Regions from separate parts of the Mus musculus genome. Here regions 1 and 3 are each linked to region 2. Evidence: chromatin contacts called from public Micro-C and promoter capture Hi-C data. All regions are on one chromosome and are shown on one strand. The core of a region is the stretch at or near the end of the contact, and the rest is flanking DNA. Distances in the headings are between cores, read along the strand shown.

Evidence for each region. Promoter capture Hi-C pulls out the DNA fragments that hold promoters and counts their contacts. A called contact is a pair of places that touch in the nucleus more often than the background predicts.
Region 1: a contact with region 2 is called in a Micro-C map of embryonic stem cells, with 9 times the contacts expected there. The contact joins the promoter of Pcdh8 here to the promoter of Tdrd3 in region 2. A contact is called at or near these places in 1 of 39 promoter capture datasets (cranial neural crest) and 1 of 484 Hi-C or Micro-C datasets (embryonic stem cells).
Region 3: a contact with region 2 is called in a promoter capture Hi-C map of cranial neural crest. The contact joins the promoter of Wbp4 here to the promoter of Tdrd3 in region 2.

The regions. Positions count from the first base shown.
Region 1 is chr14:79,769,722-79,773,853 of GRCm38.p6, reverse strand. Pcdh8 (protocadherin 8) reads left to right here and starts at 2,542. Exons shown (of 3, transcript NM_021543.4): 1 at 2,542-4,132. The coding sequence starts at 2,733. It overlaps Gm9748 (predicted gene 9748), which reads right to left and starts at 3,946. Exons shown (of 2, transcript NR_154550.1): 1 at 3,653-3,946; 2 at 1,112-1,457.
Region 2 is chr14:87,414,519-87,418,483 of GRCm38.p6, reverse strand. It overlaps Tdrd3 (tudor domain containing 3), which reads right to left and starts at 1,901. Exons shown (of 14, transcript NM_172605.3): 1 at 1,636-1,901. The coding sequence starts at 1,676.
Region 3 is chr14:79,479,758-79,483,795 of GRCm38.p6, reverse strand. Wbp4 (WW domain binding protein 4) reads left to right here and starts at 2,528. Exons shown (of 10, transcript NM_018765.3): 1 at 2,528-2,865; 2 at 3,351-3,423. The coding sequence starts at 2,864. Elf1 (E74-like factor 1) reads right to left here and starts at 2,602. Exons shown (of 9, transcript NM_007920.4): 1 at 2,159-2,602. It overlaps n-TEttc4 (a tRNA gene), which reads right to left and starts at 2,128; the gene lies at 2,057-2,128.

The DNA of each region.
Region 1 (4,132 bases), core at 1,293-3,792, 7.6 Mb after region 2:
CTCCTAGCAGTCCTTCCCCAGCCTGACGATCCACCCCCGACTTCCCCCCACCCCACCCCCCACCCCTCTTTGCTGCCAAGGCTCCTCCTCGGTGGACAATAGTCTTCAAACCTAGGGCTTACCTCCCCAACCGTTTCTGCCGCGGCTGGGCTTCTTGTTTGCCCTTTCTTGCCCTTTTGCTTTTTCCAAGCACTTGCCTTTGGGGGGTGTGGGAGGGAAGAGAGAGAAGGTGACAGGAAGTGCACTTAGCATCCTGCTGAGCTCCCTCGGTGAAACCTGGAATCTCAGGTTGGAGTTCAGCTCCCAGACACTGAGCTGTGAGAGAGTGTGTATTACAGAACCGTGGTCAAATCCCACCTCATGTTCCCTCCAGGTCCAGGCCAACACATTCTCTGCCTTGATAGCACAGTGCCAGAGACAACGAAGGTTCCCAGGTTGGCTGCTGTCCATCACTAAGGTTCCGAACCTGTTTGGGTGTGGGTCTGAGAGAGGCCATAAAGGAAGAGGGAGTGAGCCTGGAAAAGCCAAGAGTCAAGTGTGGGTCCAGGTCAGGGTGGTCTGGGGTTCGAAAAAAGACTGAGCATTCATACAATATTTATCTCTCCACCCAGGGTGAGAGCCAAAACCTAAAATGGCACTAGACAGAGAGAGAGAGAGAGAGAGAGAGAGACAGAGAGAGACAGAGACAGAGAGAGAGACGGAGAGAGAGAAAGACAGAGAGACAGGGAGAATAGAAATTAAGGTTCTGTAGGAGTGTTGCCTTTCTAATGTCTCAGTGGCTTCAGACATCTGGCCTCACTGCCTGCAAATACCAGCACTGGAAGGTGGAAAAGATGAAGGGAGCCCCCAAACTACCCACTGCCCCTCCTCAACCCCATAAAGATTTTTATTTAATGGCTCAGAATGCATTTCCTGCAATCCCAAACATCCCCTATCCCCTCCAGTGCACTGTCCACCCAGTCCTACCTCTCAGGTATTCTCCCTACTCGGGGCAAACCCCTGCTCCTCTTCTGAAAGCGGTCCAAATGAGTCTGAAGGGAAGAGACCTGCAAAAGGCCCTTACAGAAGGAACATGGTCCAGATTCCGAAGAATAGAGGCCCAATGCAACATGCTTAGCAAACTCATTGTCTTTATTTCTCCAAGTGTGTGACTTGTGTTTGTAACTCTCCCTTCTTCCTGTGTATTTACATCGCCTGTTCAATAGAGTCCTTCGGTAAGAATCAATAAGAATCAGTCTTGTTCCAGGTTGGCACAACCTGTCCTTCAGCTCCGGGAGTGGAGATACCTGGATACCTACGGAGGCATCTCGAGGACCCCAGCCAGGGAAAGTGGTAATGCTGAAGTTCTACGGTTTCATAGGCAGATGGCTAAGTTACCCCAGGTTCCTGCCAGGTTTCAACGTCACGCTGTGATTTTGTTCTTCTGGAACAGGGCGAGTGTTGCTTCCAGAGAGGCCCTATTAGAACAGAAAGCAAATCCTCTAAATAGGCGGAACAAGGCATCAGGAGGAAAACGATCTCTAAATGCACTTTAGTAGGAACCCGGTATTGTGTGGGATTCAGCGCCCATCACCGTTTAGCCTGAGAGTTATGGCACGGATTGAGGGTGAATAGAGAGGCATAATGGAGACATGTGGCGTTTGCTCATTATATTCAAGTTAGCCCAACTCTACTGTGGAAACTGTTCAACTTTCTCTCCCCCTCTAGCTTGTCATAGTGAAATAATACAGACATCGGGGCCTCCAATGGGATCGCCTGCCACGCCATTCTATTTCCACTACTAACGAGGGCTTCATAAGCCTTTGATACAGTCTGATCTTTGAAACCTTTCCAAATCTCCTCAAGCTTATGCTAAATCCTATTTGGAACTTTATTTTTCCTTGCCTGCTAGCACCTAGGGCTTAAGGAAGCCATTTGAACAGTGACATGCATACTAACGTGTATCGCAGGGCTCTTTTCTGAAAGGCAAGTGGCACCGGTGCTCACACGAGCAAAACACAATTGCGTACACAAATGTGAATAAAATCAGTTTTGCTCTACCCTTCACTCTTCTTCATCGACAGGTTATTCCCCACACCGGTGGGAAGCTGAGGGAGGAGGCGAACAGAGAGCCTCGCTCCCCAGAGCAAGTTTTGAAGCCTTTAAAATGCAAAATAAAGGGGCGGATGGGGGGTAGGATGTGAGACCCGGAGCTTCTGAAGAGAAACCCAGCTTGTTCGGGCTTAGTACCCGCAGCGGCGGGCAGAAGAGACCGGGTGCCTGGCACCCAATTTCCAAAAATCATCAGCTTCGTTTACTTCAGAGCCCAGTGCTAACTCATTGCAAGCAAGGTGCTAACAGAAAATGGGAGCAGGAGTTTTTAAAACAAAGGAAAGATTCCCTCATTTTCCTTCCCTGTTTTCTCCTCTAAGCCTTTCCACATTAAAGGGATTGTCGGTGGTTGGCGGAGGAGCGGCGCTGTGGCTAAGCGACCATTGGCTGGCCCCTTCCAGTGATTTGCATATCGGCAGCTATAAAGACGGAGGCGGCGCTCGCCAGCGCAGCTCCAGCCCAGGGAAAGGAGGCGGAGGCGCCGAGTGAGGGTGGGTCTGCGCGTCCTCCGAGCCAGCCCGAGCCGGAGCTGCAGCTTTTCCCGCACGGGGCTCGCAGAGCCTGGGACTCACGCTCCGATCTGCACGCCGGGGAAGACTCTTTAGGTTAGCCTTTCGGAATAGCAGTTGGGGATTGGCGATATGAGTCCTGCGAAGCGCTGGGGCAGCCCTTGCCTTTTCCCCTTGCAGCTATTTAGTCTCTGCTGGGTGCTCTCAGTGGCCCAGAGCAAGACAGTCCGATACAGCACGTTCGAAGAGGATGCCCCTGGCACAGTCATCGGAACCCTTGCAGAAGACCTGCACATGAAAGTGTCTGGAGACACAAGCTTCCGCCTGATGAAGCAATTCAACAGCTCTCTGCTCCGGGTACGCGAGGGCGACGGGCAGCTGACCGTCGGGGATGCGGGCCTGGACCGTGAGCGTCTGTGTGGCCCGTCCCCACAGTGCGTGCTGGCCTTCGATGTTGTCAGCTTCTCGCAGGAACAGTTCCGCCTGGTGCACGTGGAGGTGGAGGTGAGGGATGTAAACGACCACGCGCCCCGCTTTCCCCGAGCCCAGATCCCGGTGGAGGTCTCAGAGAGCGCTCCGGTAGGCACACGCATCCCCCTGGAGGTGCCCGTGGACGAGGACGTGGGTGCCAACGGGCTGCAGAGTGTACGCCTAGCCGAGCCTCACAGCCCCTTCCGCGTGGAGCTGCAGACGCGCGCGGACGGTGCCCAGTGTGCGGACCTGGTGCTGCTACAGGAGTTGGACCGCGAGAGCCAGGCCTCCTACAGCCTGGAGCTGGTGGCTCAGGATGGCGGGCGACCGCCGCGTTCCGCCACAGCAGCCCTCAGCGTGCGTGTGCTAGATGCCAATGACCACAGCCCGGCCTTCCCACAGGGTGCCGTGGCAGAGGTGGAATTGGCCGAGGACGCACCTGTGGGATCGCTGCTGCTCGACCTGGACGCTGCCGATCCCGACGAAGGTCCCAACGGCGACGTTGTGTTCACCTTCGGCGCCCGCACCCCTCCCGAAGCCCGCCACCTCTTCCGGCTCGACCCGCGCTCTGGCCGCCTCACCTTGGCTGGGCAGGTGGACTACGAGCGCCAGGACACCTACGAGCTGGACGTGCGGGCTCAAGACCGAGGTCCAGGGCCCCGGACAGCCACCTGCAAGGTTATCGTGCGCATCCGAGACGTCAACGACAACGCTCCTGAAATTTCTATCACTCCTCTGGCCGCCCCGGGGGCTCCAGCCACCTCGCCCTTCGCCGCCGCCGCCGCTGCCGCCGCACTCGGAGGAGCGGACGCGGCCTCGTCGACTGGGTCCGGGACACAGGAAGCCGGTATCACCTCGCTGGTGCCAGAGGGGGCGGCGCGCGAGAGTCTAGTGGCGCTGGTCAGCACCTCGGACAGGGACTCGGGCGCCAACGGGCAGGTGCGCTGCGCCCTCTACGGGCACGAGCACTTTAGGCTGCAGCCGGCCTATGCTGGCAGCTACCTGGTGGTGACCGCTGCATCTCTGGACCGGGAGCGCATCGCGGAGTACAACCTGACGCT
Region 2 (3,965 bases), core at 652-3,151:
ATGTTTCAGAATTTACGCAAAAGGCCATATGTGTAAATAAAGGGGTATCACTAGTTTATAAGAGTAAGACTCAGTGTAATGTAGAACTCAAATAGATGCTAAGTCTGGTGTGATCCAAACCTGCAATCCCATCATGAGTTCGAGGCCAGCCTGGGCTACATAAACTAAAATGAAGACAGACTTAAGCTTATTCTGGACAGCCTTGTTAAAAAAAAAAAATCAAGAAAATGAAAGGAGGCATCCCATTGAAAGAGGAAAATAAAACTGAATAAAGTGAAATTTTTAACTTACAATTTGCAGTAAATGGGGGGGGGGGCGGGGGGTGAGGAGGTCTGTACTTTATAAACAAATACTAAGTACACAGGACTGAACCAGCCTAGTTACATCAACATTTATTTCAACCACTTTCTAGCCAGGTCATGGGAGAAAGTTACTTAATTCTTTGCCTTCATCTTTACACCTGTGAGTAGGGCAGGAAAAAAAAAAGGCCTGTCAAGTCAATTAGCAAAGCATTCACAGCAGGGTTGCTTTGTCTCTGCCCTATTGGTCAAAACTTTAAGATCAAAGTAAAATTCCAACCCTTTAAGCACTGGCTTCCTCCTTCTTGGCTTTAATCCTCAAATACCTCCCTACTTCCAGTTACCTCTAGGATCTAGTGTCCTTTCTCCAAAATGAACACATTCCTAACTCTACATCTGCAAAGTCTTTCTTCACCATCTGCCAGAACCCACTTCTCTCCTTCAGTCATCAAGTGCTCGGTCTGTCCTTCACGCTTTGCTAACACTGCGATAGTTTTCTTGATCTCCCTTCTCACTAAAGTGTAGTTTCAGAAAGCTGGGACGAGTAATCTGTATTTCATCCTCACCCCTACCCATCAGCCCAGAAGGTACCTACGCCAGGCTGGGGAAAGCGACGCTGAATTAAACTGGATGTTTACAACTGGTGTGGCTGCAATTCCAGAAACTGCTTAATGTCAAGTAATTTGTCATTGCTTTCAGATCCCCAAAAGTCACGGCTGGAAAAGTATTTTTTAAAAAAAGATCAGACCAACACCATCCTTTCCAGAAAAGTTCCACGGGGCAGCCCCGGCACGAGTAGCCGGGACGGTCATTCTCTGCTTCGCGAGTTGAGCGTGCAGCAAGGGCAGCGGCGCTCCGGTCAGCGCGGTAGTTTGAAACGAGGGCAGCGGGCCGGCTCCGGCCGCCGCGCGGGGCTGGGCTCCGTGCTCCCGCCAACTTCCCGCAGGCCGCCGCCTCCCGCGTCCGCCGCAGCGACACCCTCCAGGGGCGGCGGCGCGCCGTGCTCGGCCCCGCGGGTGCTCCTGAGCGGCGCGGCTCGGGGCCTGGCCGCCGCCCGCTCCCCGGCCCCGAGGCCTCGCTCTCTCCCCGCGGGCCGCCGCCGCCGCTGCCGCCGGCGCGCCGCTCCCGGTCGCAGGCCGCCGCCCCTAGGGGAGCGGGGACGCTCGCCCAGCTCCGCGTGGCGCCGGGGGCGGAGCCGGCCCCGAGGGCCCCCGAGAGGACGGGGGCGGGTGGCCGTGGCCGCCTTCCTCGCCGCATCCCCGGCGCCCCTCTCCCGACCTTCCCCGGGGCCGGACCCGAGCCCGGGGCCGGGCGGCCGGCGCGACGCGGCACTTACCAACCCGCCTGGGACAACGCGGCGCCGGACACCTCGGCCATGGTTAGCTGTTCAGGCTCGGGGACGGCGGGGGTCTGAACTGAGGGTGGGGGACGGGCCTCCTACTGGAGACCCAGAAAAAAGAAAAAGAAGAAAGAGGGGGAAAAAAAGAAGAAAGAAAAGAAAAAGAAAAAAAAACTCCTCTGTTCGACTGTGCCACTGGGCATGCTCAGTGAGACGGGCGCTTCCGCGTGCGGGTTCCGCTCGCCGCGTTTTGTGAGCGGCCGCAGGGGCCGGCCCGGGCTGGGAGCGGCGAGCCGCCAAACGCGGCCTGGGCCGGGGATCGGACACGGCGCCGCGGGGGACGGCGCTAGGCTAGGCTGGTTGGCGCCGCTCCTGCTGCCGGGGACCGGGCTGCTTGGTCACTTTCTAAGTTGCACACACATGCGGGAGCCGCGCATCCCAGGGACTAGGCTGCCTCACGGGGCGGGACACGGACCCCCGCGGCCCGGGCGGCGGCGCATCGGGGATGATGCTACCACGGCCACGTTTGGGGCGGTGCAGCCCAGCCCATTCTGCACCCGAGCTGGCTGTTGTCACCAGGGCCCGCTCCATTCGCCCGGCCTTGCGGTCGGCCGAGGCTCAGAGACTGCGGCTCGCACCCCACTCTGGGTCCCCGCAGGCAGTTGGGTGAGCGCGACACCCTAACCCTGCACTTAAGGGAGTTGGCTTTGAAACTGGGCAACAGGGACAAGACTTTTTTTTCTTGTCACCCTCCTGCTGGGCGTAGCCCTAACCCAGCGTGGCCCAGCGACCTTGGCACCGGCACCTAACCGGGCTAGCACCGCCCTACGCCGTGCCCTTTGCCGCACGCGGGAGGACCGGGGTGCACGGCGTGTCCCCGACTGGGCACGCGCAGCGACGCCACCGAGCTGCGCCGGAACGCTCCTATCGTGATTGGGCAATCAGGAGTCACACAGCCCAATCAGAGAAGAGGTTTCTGGGTCGGGGCGGGCCTGTTGGTGCTCCTAAAAAGTTTACTCCAGAATCTGGGTCCTTCTCCTCCTGGGACGGTGGCGCGGAGGAGGAGAGTCGGGGGCAAGTTATTTCCCAGTGATTCTGCAGACTTACAGGCTATTTAAGAACTTATAGTCGATAAAATTTGCAGTGTAAATAAAGAAAACATCTAATAATAAAAAAATAACTTATATTCGGTCTGCAACCCGTCGCGGTGGCTGCTTCACCTTTACTGTCACCGTCACTGAGCCAGACTTCGGAGAGACTGCAAAATTGGCAGCTGCTCCTGAGACTTAAAAGCAACTTATTAGAGAAAGAAGGGTATTAAGCATCCAGAAGTTAACTGAAATCTCCATTTTCTCACTTTAGCTGTTCACAGTTCTAAAGTCACTATGCCTTCCTTGGGAAATATGCTATGATGTCTTTCTGAACACACATTTGCTCCTACGTATAATTAAATGTGTACAGCATGTTCAGAAACTGGAATAAATTTCTTTCCTAGTATTTGCAGTGGTAGAAAATGTTTTAAATCATCCATGAGCAGCAAGTGTGTTTATATGTACAAGCTGACCTGAACACAGAGGGGGAAAAAAATAAATAAAAGTAAATGGACAGCTCAGGTTAATTGCCAACTTTGTTATTAAATAGACCATAGCAAACATAACTTTTTTTTTTAAGATTTATTTATTTATTATATGTAAGTACACTGTAGTTGTCTTCAGATACACCAGAAGAGGGCATCAGATCTCATTACGGGTGGTTGTGAGCCACCATATGGTTGCTGGGATTTGAACTTCAGACCTTCAGAAGAGCAGTCGGGTGCTCTTACCCACTGAGCCATCTCACCAGCCCCAAACATAACTTTTTATTCGTGTAAATTAAGTGAAAGTTATAATGTCCCAGTAACCAGAACTATTGAATAAATAAGCCTTTAAACTGGTTCTCACATTCAGTGTGATACAATAAGAATTTACCATTGCAGGTGCTTATGACTAAAGTTAAACATTGCACAAAATACCAAACCCACTTCAAGAGTGTGATTCCTACTGGAGGAATTTGTTATAATAAGAGCATCAAAAACTAAAATCATGACATTAATGGCACATTGAATTTTTGAAATAAACTGGATAAAAGTCCATAGGAATACAAAATCTTCGCATAGCAGTGTATTAAAATGATAGTGTACAGCAGAGGGGGAAATGCCTTTATCCTTACAACAAAGAATGCCTTAAACGAGTCCTGGAATCAGTCGCTCAGCCTGATGTGTGCTCCCTTCCACTAGACATTAACGTCTCTTAAGAAATACACTTACCAGTGTTCTTTTAACTTTAGCT
Region 3 (4,038 bases), core at 1,279-3,778, 7.9 Mb after region 2:
ATCTTGGGGAGGAATGCTCTCACCGTACCACTGTCCTAAACTCACCCCAAACATGCAGTATGCCCACCGGCGATCACTTACTCTTCCATCTATGATAACACAGGCTTTATTCAGCACCGGTCAAATACTTGCAAAAATTAAACAAAGCAGGGATAGGAGTCCTTTCTTCCAAATCTAGAACAAAGTGCCTGGTTCTAACCTATCTACACTCTGTGGAGAATGTGCTGCTCTGGAGAACCTAGGCGGCTGCTCGAGAGGTTCGAAGCATTTGTTGCTCCTGCGGAAATGAAGGCTTGATTCCCCAGCACCCAAATAGGGAGGCCCACAACCACCCATTGCTCCAATTTCCAGGATCTGGCCTGTTCTGACCTCCCTGGGCACCAGGCACACAGGTGGCACACAGGAAGGCAAACATTCATAAACATAAGGAATTGTAATTAACTTAAAAAAAAAAATCGAGTCTGGTGCCATAAGCCTGTGACCTGAGCACTGAAGAGGCAGGAGGTGCAAGAGCAAAGGAGATCTTCATCACCGCAGAGACTTTGAGGCTACCCTGGGGTACGTGAGACTGAGATGAGGTCTGAACAGACTCACCTTACCCTCAGGCCCACTGCTGAGAGGCAGAAGCAGGAGGACCATAAACCTCAGCAGCTCCGGCTCCTAGTGAGTTCTAGGCTATCTCGAGCCACACGGAGAAACTATCGTAGTAATATAATGATGGTGACACGCTTACGGCTCTAAAGCTAGAAGACACCACTACACTCAGGTCAAAGACCTTCGCACGATCCCATAGCTAAGGACTGGAGGCCAAAGGGATTCTATCCAGCCACTACCCACCTACCTAAAGCGCCTGCTGTTCAGCAGGCACCTCAAAACATCTGGAGGTGGGGGGTGGGGAACCTGACATGCATAAGGACTTGTGTTAATGTTTTAAATATTCGCTAAAGGAGTTTTCTAGGTTTAATTTTTACGAGGAAAGGCTCATTAATCCCTAATCGCATAGATCACATTAACAGCTATTTTCAAACTCAGCTGTGCCAGTTAAGGCTATAAAATATTGTTGGGAACACACAAACAACCAAAACTTCTGCTCAGTAATGGTTTTGACCAGAAACTCATCCGCCGGAGTCAGTTTTTCCTTATTTGTGCCCAAAGGCCCAACAGACTAAACATTACAGCTGCCCCAATTTTCTAATTTCAACTTGCATTTATGATAACGCTTTTGTTTCGTGTACGGCGCTCAGGCTGCTGACACAGCTGGGCCGCTTCTTTGTAATAAACACAGGGCTTCTATATTTAAAAGTACAGTGCAACTTTGTTGTAACATCCCCTCCCCAGTCTCCGGGCTAATTTTCTGTCTTCCAAGCTCCACCTCCATCCCATGATTTTTTTTTTTTTTTAAATCAGTGACGCTCCAAACAGCCTCCGGGAAAGCCGGCTCTGTTCTTTCAAGACATCTCATCCCAGTGGTATTTTTCTTCTCCGCAGTTTGCCGTGTGTTTGAAGAGGAAAGGGGAGTTAGAAGGAAAATAAGAGACATTCTGCAAAAGCCTTGAGGCGAGGGTTGCTGGGGGGGGGGGGGAGCGGTGGACCGGGCTCGGGTGCACGCGGCGGGGGTCCTAGAGCCCAGCCGGCGACAAGGGATCGGCGGGGGTCTGGCGATAGGGAGCAGCGGGGTGGTCTCCAGCCGCTGTTGACAGTAACTGGAGCGCAGCGGGCACGCCCCGGCCCGCCGAGTAGGAAGGGGGCGGCGGAGCAGGGTGTGGGCCGAGGGGGCACCCGGGCGGGGGGAGATAAGGCGAGGCCCAAGTTAATCATCACCTCCCGAGCGCCTGGAAAAGTACGGGCTGAGGGCGGGGTACAGCCGCGGGGAAAGCGAAACTCCTCTCGCAGCGGGCCCGAGAGCGGCCGCCGCGCTCCTCCGGCCTCCGAGAGCCAAGCTCCCATCCACGGGAGCAACTACACTGCCTGCTCCCAAACTCACCCCGAACACGGCTGCAGAAGTCAGCCAGAGCCACTAAGCAAGTAAACTCAACTAGAGCAAAAAGTGACACTGTTCCCATACCGGGAGTCGAACCCGGGCCGCCTGGGTGAAAACCAGGAATCCTAACCGCTAGACCATATGGGAAGTGCTGCTACAAGCACTGCTGTGACCCACCTGACTAGCGTCAGCGCCGCTACCACTCAGCCACTCTGCTGCAACTCGCGCCGCCGAAGCCGCCCCCGCGGCCGCTGCCCCACGCGCGGGCACGAGCCCGGCGGAGCGCGCGGGCGTGGCGGGGGGGAGGAGCGGGGCCGGTGCGCGCCCCTGGAAAGTTCTGAGCCGAAGCCGGGCGCCCCGTGCGCTCCCGGAACGGGCGGCTGCGCCTTTCTTTCTCAGCCGTCAGGTCCCGGGCTGCTCCCCGGTCACAGAGCGGGCGGGCAAGCCGGCAAAGCCGAGGGCGGCGCCGGCTGTGGGAACGGCGGCGTGCGGCCGGGGCTGGGGGGAGGCGATCGAGCCTCTCGGCTGCGAGCCAGCTCGGGAGTGGAGGTTCTGGATCCCGGGAGGCGTGAGGACCGCGGGATGGAGCCTGGGTCGGACGCTCGGGGCCCGCGGCTCCGGTCCCGTCGCGCTTTCGTCCCTTCTGGGTGACCTCAACCCCTTTATACCGACCCCACCTCTCAGGCGCCGCGAGTACCGCCCCGTGGGGGAGGGGAAGAGGCGGTGACAACCGCGCGCGCGGGTTGGGCCGTCGCGGCCGCCGTAGTCCACCCGTGGAAACGCCGTACCCGGGGGGGACGCCGAGACCGAGAGGTCCTGGCTTGAGCCACCGGCGGACATCAGTGAGCGGGATCGCGGGCTGCCCGCGGAGCTGCCGCCGTCATGTGAGTCGGGTCGGGTCGGGTCGGGCTTGCGCCGCCAGGCGCCCGCGAGTGGCCTCCTCCCGCCCCTCCGCTCGCCCGGGGCCGCCCGACCTGCGGGGCCGGTTCTCTCGGAGACGCGGCCGCCCTCTAGGCAGGAGCCGGGGACTCGGGTGCCGCCCCCGCCCGCCCGCCGGGGCCCGGGCCCGGGGCCGGGGTGGCGCTGCGGCCTCAGACGTCCAGGGGCTTTTCCCAGCCTCGCGTCCCCAGAACGAATGAATTAGCTAGAAGGGCACGGGAAAGAGAAATACTTTGAGACTTCTTCATCTCGGTGCAGTGTGATTTACCTTCACCGGAGAGCAGTTTTCCACGGACTTTAGCTTTACATAAATAATACAACTGCTTTGCTAAGACAGAAGTCCGAAAACAGCCTTATATCCCATTTTTTAACAACTGTAAAAATTCCTTTCAATTTTTGGATAAGCTTAGAGTTGTTTTTATCTTTTCAGGGCCGACTACTGGAAGTCACAACCAAAGAAATTCTGTGATTACTGCAAGTGCTGGATAGCAGACAATAGGCCTGTATGAAATTTTTATTAAAATATTCACGTGATGTGTTGTTTTTTTGACTTTAGTGTGTATAAGCCACTTTCGTGTATAGTGCTCTTTATTCTTCAAAACCTAAAAAGGTTTCTTTTGTTTGATTCCTCTTATGAAAGCTATAGCCTTCTCCTTTTCATCAATCTGACTTTGATTTTAAGGCCAAATTATTTCTGGGGACTTTGAGGAAATGGACAGTGAGTGGGATAATCTTGTTTATGGAATACCTGCCCCTTAAAAAGGAATATTGTAGTTTTTCCTGTTCTCCACAGGAAGGAGAACAGCATTATTCCCTGGTGAGATACAAAGGGAGCAGCTGTAATATACCTTATGCTGAAAGCCTTGAGCCCACTATTTTTGCAAGGGGGTTGGGGGCGGTGATTTTTCAAGACAGGGTTTCCAGACAGCAACTCACTCTGTAGACCAGGCTAGCCCGCAGCCCACAGAGATCTACTTGGCTTTGCTTCCCAAGTGCTGGCAAAAAAGGTGTGTACCATGGCTAGACTCCTAGATCCAACTTTTTGTTTGTTTGTTTGTTTTTTTGTTTTTCAAGACAGGGTTTCTCTGTATAGCCCTGGCTGTCCTGAAACTCAGGCT